2 separate regions of the Mus musculus genome follow, and region 1 is linked to region 2. A link is a contact called in public Hi-C data. All regions are on one chromosome and are shown on one strand. Each heading gives the region's core, a stretch centred on a gene start, on an enhancer-like site or on the middle of the called end of the contact. The rest is flanking DNA. Distances are from core to core; before and after follow the strand shown. Region 1 overlaps Fbxl17 (F-box and leucine-rich repeat protein 17). Region 2 overlaps Fbxl17 (F-box and leucine-rich repeat protein 17).

The links. A called contact is a pair of places that touch in the nucleus more often than the background predicts.
Region 1: a Hi-C map of the N1E-115 cell line shows a contact between it and region 2, with 4 times the contacts expected there. The contact joins two enhancer-like sites. A contact is called at or near these places in 1 of 15 datasets of contacts at CTCF or cohesin (the NIH/3T3 cell line), 1 of 484 Hi-C or Micro-C datasets (the N1E-115 cell line) and 1 of 9 other capture datasets (embryonic stem cells).

The regions. Positions count from the first base shown.
Region 1 is chr17:63,144,664-63,147,486 of GRCm38.p6, forward strand. All of the region lies in intron 7 of Fbxl17 (F-box and leucine-rich repeat protein 17), which reads right to left. Among named protein-coding and RNA genes, the nearest start is that of Gm34324, 110 kb to the left of the region's middle. Within about 2 kb of position 1,323, at least 68 of the 459 cell types and tissues checked have an H3K27ac peak or open chromatin away from gene starts, as enhancers often do. A contact at or near this core is called in the N1E-115 cell line, where this site is marked.
Region 2 is chr17:63,043,861-63,046,576 of GRCm38.p6, forward strand. Fbxl17 (F-box and leucine-rich repeat protein 17) reads right to left here. Exons shown (of 9, transcript NM_015794.1): 9 at 2,089-2,716. It overlaps Gm34324 (a long non-coding RNA gene), which reads left to right. Exons shown (of 5, transcript XR_876901.3): 3 at 119-210; 4 at 853-956; 5 at 1,796-2,107. Among named protein-coding and RNA genes, the nearest start is that of Gm34324, 5.3 kb to the left of the region's middle. Within about 2 kb of position 1,406, at least 4 of the 459 cell types and tissues checked have an H3K27ac peak or open chromatin away from gene starts, as enhancers often do. A contact at or near this core is called in the N1E-115 cell line, where this site is marked.

The DNA of each region.
Region 1 (2,823 bases), core at 73-2,572, 100 kb after region 2:
CCCTTGGCAGATACCTTTGTCTTACTTCTCTTGAAGGTATTGGTGGTGGTGGCGCTACACAATGATTCCTATGCAGGTGGACAAGAGATACGCTAAGCAGCCACCATTTTTACAGACCTGCTTATTCCACTTCCTGAGAACACGTTCAAGGAACCAGACATCAGAGCCCCTATTGCTGTTTTATTCTGCCCCTTGACATATACTGCACTAGCAAATCCCATGTGTAAACATGAGGCTGGGTGGCAGGACTATTTACAATGGTAAACTCTTTGTGTTATAAGGTAGAACAGAAACAAGATCACCAGCTTCACACACTCCAAGCATGCTTTTGGCACTGTCTTAACCAGTCAACGGAAGTTTCTCCATATAAAGAAAATCCAGAGGATGAAAATGAAACCATTTAATCACTGAAAGTAACTATGGATTAGCAAAGGATGACGAAAAAAAACTGTTCAATGTTAGCATGGGAAAAATGTTTCTTAAATTAATAAAAAGCCAGCAGAAAGCCAGGATGACAAGTCCTATTATTAAGGAAAAAAATCTATAAGCTCACATATAAACAGAGTAGGGTATCAGTTATTTTTGAGACAAAAAGATTCTGGAATGTACGTGAAACACCCAATAGTCATCTAAGCATAAAGAAGCTAAGAAGCTGAGTCACCGATTGGAGGATAAGGGATGCAAATCAGCCCAGTCTTATTCAATCTATTATGTGCAGCAATTCTCCAAGGGTGGAATAAAGGACTCTGAAGCCAGTGGTACACTGTGATTTTTGTCCTCTGGGAAACTCCACTTAACAGCTCTGAATATCATTAAAAGCCTGTGAGACTCTCATTCAAGGGCTGCTGCTATAGGCAGCCCGGGGAGCTTTTAAAATGCACATGCAGAGAAAGACAGACCAGACTGCAGACTAGTTACAATAGGCAACCAGCGGCCAAATGCTCACATCCTAACCTCCAGCCGCACTTACTGTGTGTCCCATCTAACCATGAGGTGGGCTTTCATCATTCCACCATAACACTTCGTGAAGGCAGAAAGTGTGCTTTCTATCTTGTGGGTTTTGTGTATCTCTTGGCCTGTGGCAGGCGTACAATACAAGCTGAAATGATTTACGTATTTGCCCCCATCAACAGAACCCTACACACCTCTTACTGGCAATACTGAGATTACAGGGGTCACTGGCAGCACTCTGCCTAATGGTGTGCTGACTGACAGAGTAGAAAATCCAATCAAGAAGGCCGGCGTGACCTTTGGGTTGGTGGACAGAGTGAGCACTCACTGTATCAACAAGGTCAAGATCAAAGTGACGGGTGTCCAACCTCCTACTACATGGCCAGAGACCTGAACTCCCCACTCTGTTACCTGCTCGATTTCATCAGCATCACAGGTGAGCCAGGCTTCGGATGCTGGCAAACAAAGAGCCTCACAAACAGCAGTATCCTAGAATGAGGCATGTTTCCCAGGCTGAAGAAATGCACTAGACGGCAGGCTTCTTGTGGATTATGCAAGCCTGCCGATTAGACATGAAAACAACTGCTTTATGGTGAGCTGAAATGAGATTAACATAAGCCGGATGAGTGTTGGGAATGCTGTAAAGAACCCGGTGAAGGGCCATTCAAAAATGATACAGCCAAGCTGCTTTAAAAAAAAAAAAAAAAAAGAGCTCTTGCAAAACAGAGAAGCTGACATCAGCCTGCTTATCAGCAATCAAGAGACAGGGCAGCTCACGCTGAGAAAACCTATGTGGGGAACATGATTCTAGGCACCAAAGACTAGTTTCTGTGATCCCAGAGTGGAAGGGTCATTTGTCACGTTTCTGCCCTTCAGTCACATCGTTGGTACAAATGGTTGTGAGAGTCAGTACATAAGTGATAAGGATAAAAATGAATACACTGTAGATACACATTGAAGTGGTTTTTTTTCCTTTAAAAATAACTCACTTTTAGCCACTCTAAGAGCTCTGTTAATTGCTAAGAGAGACAGACAGTCCGTAGGTGACTAAGGCACTGCAATTTACATCTGCTTAGTGGTGATGTATTAGTCAGCTCTCCAGAGGGCTTCTAACGCAGCTTCCTCCATATGGTACACATATGTTATATTACCCAAACATATCTTCTCAAAAATGGCCATATGCATCTCTTCCTTCATACCTAGAGAATGACAGCCTTCCTTTATTCTTTGTTTGCTGTCTTTCTGTGATGTGTAAATATTTAAGGAAGTAATCATTTTTTTAGATCATTTGAATATAATCCCAGTTATATGCAACATTTTCCTTCTTGGAACAAGAAACTTCTTTTAGATATTAAACGTGCCGAGCCCCAAATTCAAGATAGCATTGTTATACACAATCTGATCAAAGAGAATTGAACATGAGTTTTAGTTCATCACACAAAGCTAAGTTCATAGATATGCTCTAGAAGTAGAGTTGCCCCAATTATGAACGAGTCAGGGACAACCATTATTGGTAATCACTATTATCTATGATATTAACGTCTTGTGGTGGCTACTGGCTACAAGATACTAGAGGACAGAGCCTGCTTCTTCACCGCTCCCCCCCACCCCCCCATTTCAGTAGCATGAGAAAACAAAGCTAGGTCTCTTATGTGCTGTGCTAGGCCAGCAGGCAAGCCCTCTGTCACTGAGTACATTCCCGATCCATCAGGATGTATTTGCCCTATGAGTAAGAGGTTGACAAGGCTGTGGTCACTTGTTTCCAGCTGGAGTTCCGTACCAGTGTCAGTCATTGCAACAGTGGCTCTGACATCGGGATCTGACAGTCTAGTGCTTTCAGTGTCGGCGAGTGAGAGAGTGAGCTACCTGAGT
Region 2 (2,716 bases), core at 156-2,655:
CCCCCCCTATTGTTCTTAATGCCAATGTTGTTCAAGCCTGAGACACAGAATAAGGGTACTTGGCTTTAGAATTTGCCTTCCTTGAAAACCACTCGCCATCTCTGCTCGGGCTTTCTAGGTTTCTGCAAAACAATGTGTCAAAGGATGGCTTCTCTTCCCCACATTTGGAGATCCAAACAGAATGGATGGCGTTTTTCACCTATTCTGCAGGTATGCAAGCCAGAGAGTCATACCACTGGCCCTGTGGTCTCTCTCTCTAGCCCCTTTCCCAAAGCCATATTAGACCTGCTCTGTACTGATCGCTCTGCAGAAGTGACCAAGACTATCTTCCCCTTTGTGTGACTAACCATTCAGATCCAGCAGTTCTACAACGCTGCCTGTTTGAGAAAGCCAAGGCCACCAAGAGCACAAGGATTACTCTGAAAAAGGCCCTAATTAATAAATGTTCTACATTTTTATGTGTGAATGTTTAATATTTAATTTTTCAATAATTTTATCATTTATAATTTATTAAATTTATCTTGTGGCTTGTATTTATTAAAAATTGATATACTTCCTATTTCTTTTACTCCAATGTTAGGTTATTTTTATGCAAAAAAAAAATGAACAAAAACCAATGCATTTAAGTTCCAGAACAGTTTTCTTACGGCCTCTTTCAGAGAATATTAAGACTCTAATATCCTAGGGTTTTTCTGTGGTACTTCTTCCAGGGTTGCCTCGATGGCTGTTGCATTTATATAGGTCAGTGGGTCATCAGTCGGTCTTTCAGAACACGACTTACCTGGTCTGCTTCCTTCTCTCCCCAGCGATCTGAGTCTAGAGTTTATTGTAACGCTCATTTCTTTGCTATAGGACTGGTGTGAACTGAGAGAAGTCATGGTCCACAAGCCACAGACTCTGTCTCAGCATGGATCAGTGGCTCTCAGAGACTGCCAGCTCAGTGCCTCCAGTGACAGGTAAGAGAAGGGAAAGATCAGCAAAAGCAGAAAAAAAAAAAAAAGTTGGAAGTAGAGTTTGGTGGCAGATGTCTCCACCTTTCATAAGCAAATGTTTTCTCAGAATGTGTCTGATGTCTGTGGTCTGTCGTCTGGATTTGCCCTTTTGTAGCACCTAAGAGGAAGGCTTTGACATGTAGTTTAATACAGAGAAATGTACCCATTTTTGTAGAGGGAATGCTGTTTCAGTTTCTTTCTATAGTGCAGTTAGAGGCAGCTCAAGTTGTGATTAAGGTTAGGAGGTTATAAAATTATGAGACGGAAAGGAATGCATCCTAAGATTCAACCAGCGAACAGCAGGTCCAGCCCATTCCCTGTGAAAATTGTTAATTGAGCATTTACTATGGGAGCGGTCTGAAAGGCTAGCTGGAGAGAGAGGGGAGAGGCGAGGGGCGGGGCTAGGGATGAGACACAGGTCAGTTCAGTTGGCTGTGTGAGCAACAGACGGCCGGTCTGACCTTTGCATCTCTAACATTTTACATGAGTCCACGAAAAAGGGCTCATGGGGTGCGGTGAGATACTGGATATAAACTCCTGAAAGCTGAAAGGTAGCACTCACCATAGTTGACGTTATTCCATGGCTCCTTGTGAACAGGCCTTCTCACCGGTGACCTGCCAAGTTCGAGGGCAGAGTTCACGTCTGTTTTCACTTTATTCCTGCCATCCTGCACAGCGCCTGCCTCCCACCAGCCCTCATTTAGATGACCAGATAAATTGATGTCCCTGTATGCAGTCCTTCGCTAGCTTGGAAGCCACAGGAAGGCAGGTTAGATGTATTACTCATCAATGTGTTTCCTAAGGAACCGGGAAGAATGAGTGTTACGGAGTACGGAGACAGATGGACGAGTGCTGGTTCCACTGAAGAGCGGCTTCTGATCAATGAAGCAAAGATTCCTGAAAGTCAACTATTTTTCTGATCCAGGCTCCCTACACCCACCCCATGCCCTTCTCCCATCCTGGCAATGTTTAGTTGGGGCTCCTTCAGTGCCAAATGGAGCTCTTTCCTGTATTCGAAACTGTTAAGACTCTGAGGAATTTTGATATAATACATTAAAACATTTTCTCAGCCAAGTGTTTTACACAACATGAAATATTTTTCTATGGTAATGTTTCTTTTATTGAGTTTTTTTTTTTTTTACAAAAATTATCACACATTCTACAGATATTCAGCAACACTTACTCAACTGAAACACAAAATAAAATTACAGAAACACCAAATACAGACATTTCTCAAATTAACCAGAGGCAATTTGTTGTGACTGGGGAATAAGAGGGCATGATCTGAAATGCAGACTGGGAGAACTTGGGATCTATTCTGGAATACATCACAGGGGTGGGACACCCTTTCCTCCTGACCCAGTAGTCAGGACAGAAGGCCCAAACACTCTGACAGTTGTACAAGAAGTCTCAAATCACAGCTTCAGGTGTCAAAAAGGTGACAGTCACCGAGTACATCATACAGCCTAAAATGAATGGGCACAAGAAGATGAAGATCATGTGCCAAGAGTTACCAATTTGGGAGTGTCAGCTTGGGGAAGAAGAACCATAGGCTAAGGTAAGATGATGTAGAGATAGATGGTAGAGGCAGTGGCTTTAAGGTCCAGATCACCCGAAGATTGTGAAAAGCCCCCCTCCCCCCCGGGGGGGGAAGAAACTCCAATCTGGGAACTGAAGCCAAGTTTGTGTCTGGTGCTCAGGGAAGCTGTAGATTAAGGATGCAA